Regions from separate parts of the Zea mays genome. Here all the other regions are linked to region 3. Evidence: chromatin contacts called from public Hi-C data. All regions are on one chromosome and are shown on one strand. The core of a region is the stretch at or near the end of the contact, and the rest is flanking DNA. Distances in the headings are between cores, read along the strand shown. Region 1 holds the start of LOC100283852 (VTC2). Region 2 holds the start of LOC103629159 (pentatricopeptide repeat-containing protein At2g46050, mitochondrial). Region 3 holds the start of LOC103629160 (peroxidase 43).

Evidence for each region. A called contact is a pair of places that touch in the nucleus more often than the background predicts.
Region 1: a Hi-C map of tassel shows a contact between it and region 3, with 3 times the contacts expected there. The contact joins the promoter of LOC100283852 here to the promoter of LOC103629160 in region 3. A contact is called at or near these places in 4 of 25 Hi-C or Micro-C datasets (ear, endosperm, leaf and 1 more).
Region 2: a contact with region 3 is called in a Hi-C map of ear, with 2.3 times the contacts expected there. The contact joins the promoter of LOC103629159 here to the promoter of LOC103629160 in region 3. A contact is called at or near these places in 3 of 25 Hi-C or Micro-C datasets (ear, endosperm and tassel).

Annotation. Positions count from the first base shown.
Region 1 is chr6:31,420,714-31,424,669 of Zm-B73-REFERENCE-NAM-5.0, forward strand. LOC100283852 (VTC2) reads right to left here and starts at 1,913. Exons shown (of 6, transcript NM_001156750.2): 1 at 1,284-1,913; 2 at 530-630. The coding sequence starts at 1,401.
Region 2 is chr6:31,015,734-31,019,554 of Zm-B73-REFERENCE-NAM-5.0, forward strand. It overlaps LOC103629159 (pentatricopeptide repeat-containing protein At2g46050, mitochondrial), which reads left to right and starts at 1,734. Exons shown (of 2, transcript XM_008650335.2): 1 at 1,734-3,821. The coding sequence starts at 2,542. It overlaps LOC111589609 (small nucleolar RNA Z279/snoR105/snoR108), which reads left to right and starts at 1,749; the gene lies at 1,749-1,855.
Region 3 is chr6:31,196,362-31,200,243 of Zm-B73-REFERENCE-NAM-5.0, forward strand. LOC103629160 (peroxidase 43) reads left to right here and starts at 1,486. Exons shown (of 4, transcript XM_008650336.4): 1 at 1,486-1,955; 2 at 2,059-2,244; 3 at 2,335-2,497; 4 at 2,569-3,197. The coding sequence starts at 1,704. The coding sequence ends at 2,993.

The DNA of each region.
Region 1 (3,956 bases), core at 663-3,162, 220 kb after region 3:
ATCAAGGGATTTAATCCCCCCCAAACCACCTTCAATCCCCTCCTAACTTAAAACTAGCACAGGTGAAGTCCCAACAAAAATCACAAACTTTTATTTACCTCACTAAGGAGGATATCAACAAGTAACTTGGTTGAAGCAGCATCCTCCTGCGAGCCCTTTGCCGGAGTCAACTTGAACGCGTAGAGGATTTTAGCCTCTTCAATCCCCTCCAAATCCCTTGGTCCCAAACAAGCCCTAAGCAGGGGACTGAAGGGGATTAAATCCTCTTCTATTCAATTTTGACTATCAGGGCTTGTTCGGTTCTACCCCAATCCATATGGACTGAGGGGGATTGAGAGGGTTTTAATCCCTAGCAAGTCAAAATCCCTCTCAATCCATATCAACCTCCTTCAATCCATATGGATTGAAAATAACCGAACATGCCCTCAAGGGATTTAATCCCCCCAAACCACCTTCAATCCCCTCCTAAAGTCCTAACTTAAAACTAGCACAGGTGAAGTCCCAACAAAAATCACAAACTTTTATTTACCTCACTAAGGAGAATATCAACAAGTAACTTGGTTGAAGCAGCATCCTCCTGCGAGCCCTTTGCCGGAGTCAACTTGAACGCGTAGAGGGGAAGCTTGGAAGCTGCTCAAAGATGCAAATGTTAATCCAATAAAAGTGCAGAGTAATTTGCTACTTCCATGTCCAGTGAAGCAAGTACAATACTAATTTGCTGATGTCTTAGTGAGGTTTCCACCAAGTCAAAAAAGAAACCATATTTCCAGTGAGGCATACAGTATGCACATAATAATAATACAAAAGGCTCTATGTTTTTGCTTGCGTTAGTTATAATGGCCTGGGGTTCAGACTGAAAAGTTATTATAAATATCCACAGTTGCATAAGATATCTGTTTATTATATCCTTATTTAACCCAACTCAATTCGAGGCGGATAACAGCTAATTGTTACCCGAAAACCGCTGATGGTAACAATTTTTAACCGGAGGCATGAACCAAAATAGTGCAGATAAAAAAAAACTGAACACTCTGTTTCGGCTGTTCAGTTTGCAAAGGCCCCCAACTTTGTGGAGCACAAACGACACCTTTTGCTGTAGAAATTCCGAGAATTTTCTAAACGAATCGTGCACAAGGCTTCGGGGCACAATTTAAAATGGGACAGGATCCAATGCAAATACTAATAAGTTGTTAATATTCCCAAGATTTTCAACCGGATTGTCGACGGAAACGACGTCAGATTGACCGTCAATAGGGAATTGCCTAGGGGGGTAGGTGGCTCACCAGGCAGGCAGCAGTCGCCGAGGCAGTTCCTCCCGCAGCCCGCGCGCGGCTTGTCGGCGTCCTCCTGGTAGTTGGAGACGACGGTGGGCACCCTCCTGATGGTCAGCTTCATCTCCATGCCGGTAGGTCGGTCAGTTACTCTCGGGGTGAGAACTCGTCGGGGTCCGGGGGGGTTAGCAGAAGGGACTAATTGCTAGGAAAGGAAGAAGGTGAGAGACAGGAACGGCTCAGAGGCGACCGCCGCCGGCGAGGAAGAGGAGATCGGACGGGCTTCCTCCGGCCGAGGGCAGCGCCCCGCGGCCGCCGTGCGGAGCGGGGCTGGACGCGACAGCGGAGGCGATGGTGCCCGTGGGCTCCACCTGCGCAGCTGCGGGGCCGCGCCGGGGGGCTGCAACGCTAGCCGTGATGCCTACAACTCGGCCACGCCCAGAGGGGAGGAGGGAGGGCAGCTGTGGCAGGATTGGGCGGTGGTCACGGAAGCTGCCGAGGCCTGCGCCCCGGGGACGGGGTTCTCCTGTCTTATAACTCTTCTCCGGCGAGGTGAGGCCAGGCGAGCGGCGGCGGTGCGTTGGGGTTGTGCCTGAGCTGGGTTTGGTTTGGGAAGAACGGAGGAAGCGGGATGGCATTAAATAGGGGGAGGCGATTGCGGTGGCGGATTTGTGGTGTGGCTGTGGCTGGCTGGTGCGCTGCTGTGTGGTGGATCTGGACGGACACGGACGATACCCGATTCTCTCTCTCCTCTCTGCGCCACGGTATTTCTTTTTCTTTTCTTTTTATTTATTATATACGCAATACTCGCTGTGTTCAGTTTTTTCTTGTCTCCGGTCGGGTGGTTCACGTTTCCCATGCTGGGGACCACGAGCACAGAGGCGAAAATATAAATAGATATTTAAGTTATCATGTTTTTCTTATCCGCTAAAATTTTATTAAAAATATATTCCCCTTCATATCCATTTTAATATTAATATATATATATATGTATATTTGTTTTTTGCAGTTTTTTTATCTATCAACATACAAAACAGGTATCATAAATATATTAAAAGTTTTCTCTCTATAACTAGTGATCAATTATTTAATTTTATTATACTAATTTTGTTGACGTGTGTTCATAACCACGAAGCATAAGGTTGTTCGACGTGGCTCGGCATGTGCACCTCCAGTGATTTGAGCACCATAAAACACTCAAACACACGAGCAATTTATCCTGTTTCGGTCCTTTGAGCCATATATCTAATAATTTTGTGTTTTTTGTGCTAGAAATGCTCGATTGAGGGTGTTCTTACAATCAGAATGAGCCGAGGGAGATGTAGAGGAAGTGCTATGCTAATTTAGGGCCCAGTCCTCTATCGTGTTGGTTGATCTCTTCTACAGGAGTCCATGTCCTCGATGTGATAAGAGGTACAGAGTGAATGGTTTCTTTTTGTTTGAAAGGAATTGAGACGCTCAAGAGAGGTGGTGAATTAGGACTTGAAAGTTAAAAAATAAATGTAGGGATGTAAACTCTCGTGTACAACGCTGGTATTTTTACCGAGGTATTCGGAACCACGCAAGGTCTTAACTAATCCTCGTTAATGTCCCTACGCAAAGGGTAACCCACGTGAGGGCCAAGCACCACGGACGAGTAAGTTCATAGAGAGCCACGTGTCTTCTCCGCGCGCAAGTGGTGCTTCGCTTCCGACTCCTCTCGGACGCTCCACGTCGTCTTCACTATCGAGCTTTCGGGATAAACGTTGCGGCCTCATTCCCTCTGGTACACGGTGGCGGACGTATCACAAACACGGTTGATACAGTCTCGCAAGACTCTCACCCCACTCAGTACAATATTACAACGGCTCGCGCAAGAGCCGAGGAGTTTGTGGGTTGTCTAATCTCACTCACACAACTAGGAACAAATATAGAGCAAGCGCTAATACAGTTTAACGAACCTAAGCACTTCGCAAAGCACCTACATTAATCACCGAGTGATTCTATTAAACACTTGGGTGTTGGAGCACTTGCAAGTGTGTATGGACTTCCTTGATATGTTGCTTGGGCTCCCACACCTCCAAATGGTCGGGTGATGTGGTATTTTTAGAGCCTCAACAAAAACTATCTGTTAGAAAACAATTCTAGATCTTTATGCGGCGCACCGGACAGATGCACGGACTGTCCAGTGGTGCACCGGTCAAGCCACGTGTACTAGCCCTTAGAGGTAGTTATTGGAGCTTCTAAATGTGGCGCACCGGACCATCCAGACTTGGTGCATCAAACTGTCCGGTGAGCCACTAGTGCCCCACCAGTACGCTAGCTGACAACCCTTCTCTTAACTCTTCTAACTTCTCGATCATAGATCAACGATCGAGATTAGATCTGAGCGCGAGCGCGAGCGCGTGGGAGGCGCGAGCGAGCGCTGACAAGCGAGCCAGGGAGGTTAGCGACTGGGGAGGGAAGGCGGGCTGACCAGTCAAGCCCAAGGGAAGGGGCACTTAGAACCTTTGACTAAATCAAATTTCAGGATTAAATTTAAATTTGTTGACCGTGACACACAACCAAAATTAATGTGACAAAGACGTAAATGCCAAATATACGACTCGTTCAAAATAGCATTGTTCACAGACTTATTACACACATCATGCAAAGATAAGCGTAACAAGCTTCCACTGTCATAGCATTTTCCAACAAATGTCCCAT
Region 2 (3,821 bases), core at 484-2,983, 180 kb before region 3:
CGCCGACTCCGTCCCGATCTATCCCCGACGTTCGAGGACGCCGAGCGCGGGAAAAACAGACGGTTCCTTGAGATTGTACGTAATCCACGGACGATCCGGGCACGGGCCCGTTGCCTTCTTGGGTCGGTCCATTTCTCTTGCGTCTTTGTCCGGTCCACGACGAGACGACCTTGCGGGTTAACTGGTCTGTGGCCCCATGCAAGGGTCTTTCGCTTCCTAGTGGATCCGGGGATATCTGTCCCCCACAGTTATCCACAAGGGTATTACAGTATTCGTGCCGGTCACACTATGACTAGATTTATAGAATATATTAGCAACATTTATATCTTCGAATAATTTTACAATAAAAATAAATTCAAAGATCTAGCTAATAAAACTAATTATGTATTATAATTATTAAAATTTTCTTATAAAAATATGTTCAAAGTTAAAATGTTTGACTCCTAGAATGACTAACATTGTAGACGTAGGGAGTATTAACTAATATTATGCGTGAGCTGGTGGTTCATTTTCACAAGCAATTACCTATCATCAAAAATAGGTTGTCACAGCTGTATATAAAAAAAAGCCCATTACAAACAGAACATGTGTTGTACTGTGAAGTAGACCGCAAATGGGCATCGGAGCTGAATGATAATTGAGGATGATTCGCCTTTTAAGCCTAGCTGTTGTTCATCGCAAATATGTTGTACAAAAGATCGTTACCATTTTTAGTGATATTTGTTTGCATTATTACAAAACATGTCTGAATTTTTCGTGTTCTGATAGGGCCCCCGTAAGCACGTCTTATGTTCTAGTATCATTCAAAATCCAACTAGTGAGGTAGCTACACCGACAATTAGAACGCTTCATCTATTTGGAAAGGGTGACGATAGTAATTGTATATTGTGCAGTGAAAGTAGGAGAGAAGTAATTGCAAAGGTATCTTGTAAATATTTATAAGATGTTTAGTTTGAGGAATAAGTTAGTTCATCATCTTTTCACTACTTATTTTTTGTTTGGTTCGTGGAATAGAATTGATTGATCCATCATCATCTCATTCATAATAGTTAGTACTAACACGAGAAATAATGTCATACCACTAAATTTGAGGAATAGACTTATGATGAACAACTTCATCTTGGATTAAGTGATTCATCAAACCAAACACCTCCCTTAAACCATCTCCAACAGCTTACCTATACCTATATTCAAACTACACTATATAAACAGACAATATAAAACGATGCAAAACGGTGTTTTTTTTTGTCATTAGCAGGCTTACCATGTAGCCTAACAACTTCCTACTCTGAAGCAAACAGTGCCCTTGGTATGGATTGCATCAGTTAAATTGTTATTTGGACACAGAAAGATGTGCCTACTGACCAACACACGTATTAAGCAGAGAAATTCAGGGAGATGCGAGGTTGCAAACAAGCTTTGGTCCATACGGTAGTAACTCGTGACTCGTGAGGGAGATGAAGATTCCTTTTCTCGCTTGCGCCATGCGAAACTGACGGACGGGAATGTGACTGAGTACAATTCTCGGCCCATTTAAATAGGCCTGGTCGGTCCATGGCCCAGCGGCGAGCTCGCGTACAATTCGCACTACCAGGCTGCGCGGCTGCTGCCTGCTAGTAGTATCACCACAGTGGGAGGCGAGCATTTTAGTACCACATCGACGGAACGCAGTAGGGTGCACACCAACGGCTGCATTATAGAGGTCCGGAATGCCACAGGCACAAACCATGATCCTTCAGGCAGTTAAAGGGACATGATGAGCGGTATGATCTCGCAACTGCTATGCGAGAGGGGTGTCTGCCCCAACTACGCCTGTTACGACAACAGGCACCCCAATGATTTACCGTCTGATCCCGACTTCAAAACAAAACACAAATATTTTCGTTTTTGGTTCTAAGCGTTTTGTAATTCGTTTTGATTCTAGTTTGAAAACTGCAAAAATTTTCATTTTTTTCTAAAAAAACTCTAGTGGTGTATGGTTTGTCACATTTCATTTTTCTAGGTTCTAAACTTTGCATCATATCTCTAATGTATTTTGAATTAAATTTTTTACATATGTATTTTGTCATGGTCTAAAGTAGTACATGTTAATTCTGTGTTCAATTCGAAGCTTAGTGTATAAAAAAATAGATTTTTACATATGTATTTTGTAATGGTCTAAAATAGTACATACATGTTAATTCTGTGTTCAATTCGAAGCTTAGTGTATAAAAAAATTAGACGAAAAAAAAGAGAACACTTTATTTAGAAACAGAAGGACCTACCTTCAAATTTAAGGGATAACCTCTACGATTGTAGGGTGCCGCTGAAGTTAGAGATTCTGCACCCAGCATAAAAAGGCCCCTCGTCACCTGTCGATTATCATGTTGATCGGCGGCTTGGGCGCTGTGTGATGATAGAATGGAGCGCATTGCTCTCGTCTGCACGCCGTTCTGGCCTCGCTCGCCAGCTCGGGCGGCTCCACGTCTTTGTCCTGCAGCAGGGGGCAGTGGAGATGACCGATGAGGCCATCTCCCGCTTCCCTGTCAGCTCTGGAATGAGATGCGGCACGATCTCGTTGCCCTGTTACTCCGCGCCAGCTCCATCTCCGTCTCCGGCGGCGCTCGCGCAGCACAGACGCTCCACCCGCTGGCGCTCAAGTCCGGGCGCGCCTCGGAGGCTCGCGTGGCGACCGCGCTGGCCGTGGCGTACGCGCGGTGGGGCCTCGTCGCGCACGCACGCCGCGTGTTCGACGAAGCGCCGCGCAGGGACCTGGTCCTCTACAACGCCATGGTCTCCTGCTATGCCTCCCACGGTCTCGCGCGCGAGGCCTGGGCGCTCTTTGCCGCCGCGCGGCGCTCCGGGATCGCCCCCGACGGGTTCACCTTCAGCGCCCTGCTCCGTCCGCCGCCGCGCCGTGGCCGCCACCCAACCGCCGGCGCCGTCGATGACGGGCTGCTGCTCAGGATGGGAGCCCTGGCGCACAGCCTCGTGCTCAGGCTGGGTCTCCTCGCAGACGTGGTGGTTGCCACCGCGCTGCTCGACATGTACGCCAAGTGCGGCCGGGTTGACGAGGCGCGCTGGGTGTTCGACGCTATGGCGGTCAGGAACGTCGTCTCATGGAACGCGATCGTAGTCTGCTATGGTCGGGTTGGTGGAGGCAAGGACGCTGTTGAGCTGTTCCGGTGGATGCTGAGAGACGGGAGCTGCTGCCCGGATGAGCTCACGCTTGCCAGTGTGCTAAGCTCGTGCGCCAGCGTGGCGGCAGCAAACGAGGCTACTCAGGTTCATGCTTATGCCATAAAGAGGGGGTTTCACAGGTTTCTGCAGGTGGCCAATGCTGTTATCACAGCGTACGGCAAGACCGGTTTTGCTCGAGAGGCGGGGCAAATGTTTGCTATGATCTGCGACCCAGATGTAGTTACGTGGTCCTGTATGGTTTCGTCTTTGGCGTACCTTGGACTATGCAAGGATGCAGTTCATGTGTTTGAGAGAATGCTCCAACAAGGCGTACAGCCTGACAGCGTCGCCTTCCTTGGGGTTCTTTCTGCCTGCAGCCATGCCGGGCTCGTTGAAGAAGGCCTGCACTATTTCCTTATGATGGCGAGGGGCTACAACATCGATCCAAATTCACAGCACCTTGCTTGTCTGGTTGATCTCTTGGGGAGAGCTGGTAGGATTCAAGATGCTTACAACATTGTTATCAAGCTTTCTTGCGAGAACAATGCTGATATCGTTGGAGCTTTCCTTGGTGCCTGTAAGCTGCGGGGCAAAATTGAGTTGGCAAAGTGGGCTGCCGATAGGCTTTTATGCCTGGAACCAAGTGAGGCAGTAAATTATCT
Region 3 (3,882 bases), core at 236-2,735:
CTATTGAGCCATTCTCGCGATAGTGAGAGTATAAATATGCCAACTAGGATAAGAACCCACTTCGTAGCATCGTACTATCTGTTATTAACCGATTCGAGGTAGGAATTACTTATAATATCGAGCTTGACATTATTGGTTTTATGTCAGTTAATACATAGAGTAATTCTCAATATAGAAGTAAAAATAAGATATAATAAAAAAGGATCGATTTTTTTTTACTAAAATAGGATCTAAATAGGAAAGAACACTTGTTCGATGATTATTAAAAACATCCTAAAAGCATCCGGTCCAAATATAGCATTGAGATTCTGAGAATGCCGTCCCAATCACCACTTCACCAGATGACATAATGGAGGTGCAAGCAGCAATGATGCCATTACTCATGAGCTCAGCCAAATCATGCGCGTCGATGGCTACCTGCGGATTTATTTAGGCATTCCAACTTTTTTGTAATAGCAAGATAGATAAAATTCTTTTTATATATTACATATAGACATCTCTTACTAATGGGTGCTACAGTTTAGAACTTTATTTTTAATACCTTTTAGCACCTTTTAGTATTCGTGTTTGTTCTCTAAGTGATAAAGTTTATTAAAAGTGTACCTAAACTTTACCGATGTGGATCAAAAAGGCCATTACAATAACTTAGTGGAGTTTTATCCAGGTTTCATTTGCATCTGGGACATTTTTGGGTAGAGCTGCCATCGATTTCAGCTACTGTAAGACTGTGTCCAGCATTTGATCCATAGTTTACTCAAAACATCGTTTTTGTAAGTTCTGTATTGTATATTGTACCGTTCGCATAATAGAGTTTGAATATAGGTATGAGAATGTGTAATCTGTTAGAAATAGTCTAATATAACTACACTGTTCACGTAACATTCACGGGAGCATTTCTCTCTCCTTCTCACACAGAGCCATTGGAGCTAAGCTAGTGGGAGCTCTAACGAAGTGGCCTTAACAAGCTGCCAATAGACATTTTTATGATGTGGCACCATTTTCAATATTGAGAGAACAATGAGGCTTACGGACATTGACGAATCTAATCAAAAATATTATTGGGGTCATTGGAATCAACTTCTATATATAATATAATATTTCTAACTTTAACAATATTTTATTAAAAGATTTGTAAATTTTATGGGGGTCGACACCGGTAAAACCCCATAGATCCCGCGCTGCTTACGGAGGAGGTTGAAATTCGTATTGAGTCAAGAAATTAAGTATTTGTAAAACTATAAAATAAAACCATATGTTGAGATCGTCGTTTATTTCATTTAAATTTTATAAGATTTTATTTGATATGATAACAAGGCTACCAAAAATTGCCAATGAGCTCACCTTGTCGTCAAGATCAGTCCAAACCGCGCCTCCGTCAAGTTGTCGAGCTTGTTCGCTTGGCTTTAATTTATACTAGTTTCTACAGTGTTTTGTCTTTATGAATTGCAGCTGCAACATTCTGAATAGGTAGCTTTAATCCAAAACGAACAATAACTCTCATCCCTTCAAGATTTTGGCAGCTTGTTTGGTACTATACTCATGCTGCGTGAGTCCAGCAATCCGTATGGATTGGAAGCCACATGTGGGATGCGAGTGTAGACATTTCTCAAGACAAGTTCCACGGCTAGCCATATATGCCGTCCATTAGAGCCGGGTCGGCCTAGGCCAGCAAGTTGCATTAGTTTAATTTGGAGCTACCAACAATGGCGGCCAGACGAGGCGGCATGGCGTCCGGAGCTGGAGCGGCGGCGGCGCACATCGCATCATCGATGGTGTTGTCTCTGTTGCTTGTTGGAGTTGGCGTCTCCCGTGCCCAGCTCCAGGTGGGCTTCTACTCCGACTACTGCCCGGACGCCGAGGACACGGTCACCGCCGCCGTCCAGGACGCCGCCGGCAACGACCCCACCATCCTCCCCGCGCTGCTCCGCCTCCAGTTCCACGACTGCTTCGTCAAGGTACGTACGTGTGTCTGTGTGTGAGCACCATCCGGCCGATTAATACTTACTAGCTTTTACGTGTCTGTGTGTGTTCGCCGGCGCGCCGGCAATATATATGCAGGGGTGCGACGCGTCGGTGCTCATCAGGAGCGCCAGCAACGACGCGGAGGTGGACAACGGCAAGAACCAGGGCCTGCGCGGCCAGAACGTGGTGGACGCCGCCAAGGCGCAGCTCGAGGACCAGTGCCCCGGCGTCGTCTCCTGCGCCGACATCATCGCGCTCGCCGCGCGCGACGCCGTCGCCATGGTAACATATAGTATTACCTAGCTAGGTAGATGCATGATGGTAGAGTACCTGCTGACGCGCTGGAAACTGGAATGCATGCCATGCCATCAGACGGGCGGGCCGTCGTTCGACGTGCCCACGGGGCGGCGCGACGGGCTGACCTCTAACATCCGCGACGCCGACGTGCTGCCGGACGCCGGTGACTCTATCAGCGTGCTCCGGTCACGCTTCGCCGCGAGCGGACTTGACGACCGCGACCTCGTCCTCCTCACAGGTAGGTACTTCACCTTCACTACGTGCATATGGACATGGACGCGCATGACAGTGCAACGAGACCGGCCGCAGCGGCGCACACGGTGGGCACGACGGCGTGCTTCTTCGTGAAGGACCGGCTCTACAGCTACCCGCTGCCGAGCGGCGGGAGGGGGCCGGACCCGTCGATCCCGGCGTCGTTCCTGGCGGAGCTCGAGGACCGGTGCCCACCGGGCAACTTCAACACGCGGCTGGCGCTGGACCGCGGCAGCGAGAGCGACTTCGACGACTCCATCCTCCGGAACATCCGCTCTGGCCTCGCCGTCATCGCCTCCGACGCCGCGCTGGCCAACAGCAACGCCACCCGCGCGCTCGTCGACGCGTACCTGGGCCCCTGGGCGGGCAGCTTCGAGCAGGACTTCGCGGCCGCCATGGTTAAGATGGGCACCATCGGCGCCATCACCGGGGACGACGCCGGCGAGGTCAGGGACGTCTGCTCCGCGTTCAACAGCAATTGATCTCGGTCGTACGCGTCATCGGTGCGCGGCGTTGGCGTCACATAAAAAGAGAAACGAGAATTTCTGTGTAAACTGAATTTGGTTTCTCGAGTGGATTAGTTAGATTCCAAAATTGTAATCGAAATTAAATCAAAAAATGCCCCCAAAAAAAGGGGGCACATGGAGGAATTGTGCGGTGCAATTGATTGGCAACTTTTTGTTGCAGCGATGCGATGCAAGTACTGCGTGCAGATGCATGTGACAATTTATTGTCGCGATTGTCCTTAAAAAGAAGATTATTAGTTCAATTCGGTGTCACACCCGGATTTAAGGGGACAAATCCAGGTGCGCCAAAGAAAAACAACACATATAATAATAGAGTGAATAGAGATAAATGTCATAAATATTATAAATGTACTTATTACATAGCGAAAGTCTTACAAAATAAATGATGAATATAAAACGAACTAAATATTATTTCCGTGGCGCCACAAAGCTGACTCGGAGATGCCACCTAGATCAAATCGTAAGCTTCAGTGTTGGGTGACTCCTTTTCGACCACATGTTCTTCTTCTATGGGGGTGTGTCACACCCGATTTTAGAAGGCAAACCGAATACAAACCATGTACGTGCCAGAATCAGCAATTCACATACACAACAGTTACATAATCGGACATCATCACACAGTGCTCGAATAATAATATAAAAGATAGTAATAGTTGATTACATTATGATGTTCGAGACATCCACATAGTCAATAACAATTATCAAAGTGCGAAAACGAAACGTAGATAAACACGGCCTTCAAAGGTAGCCGACTGGGGGGTTTGCCGCTAACCCACGCCTAGAACTCATCGTACTCTTGGAACTCCTGGAAGTCCTCCTCCACGACTTCATCTTCTCCTGAGCA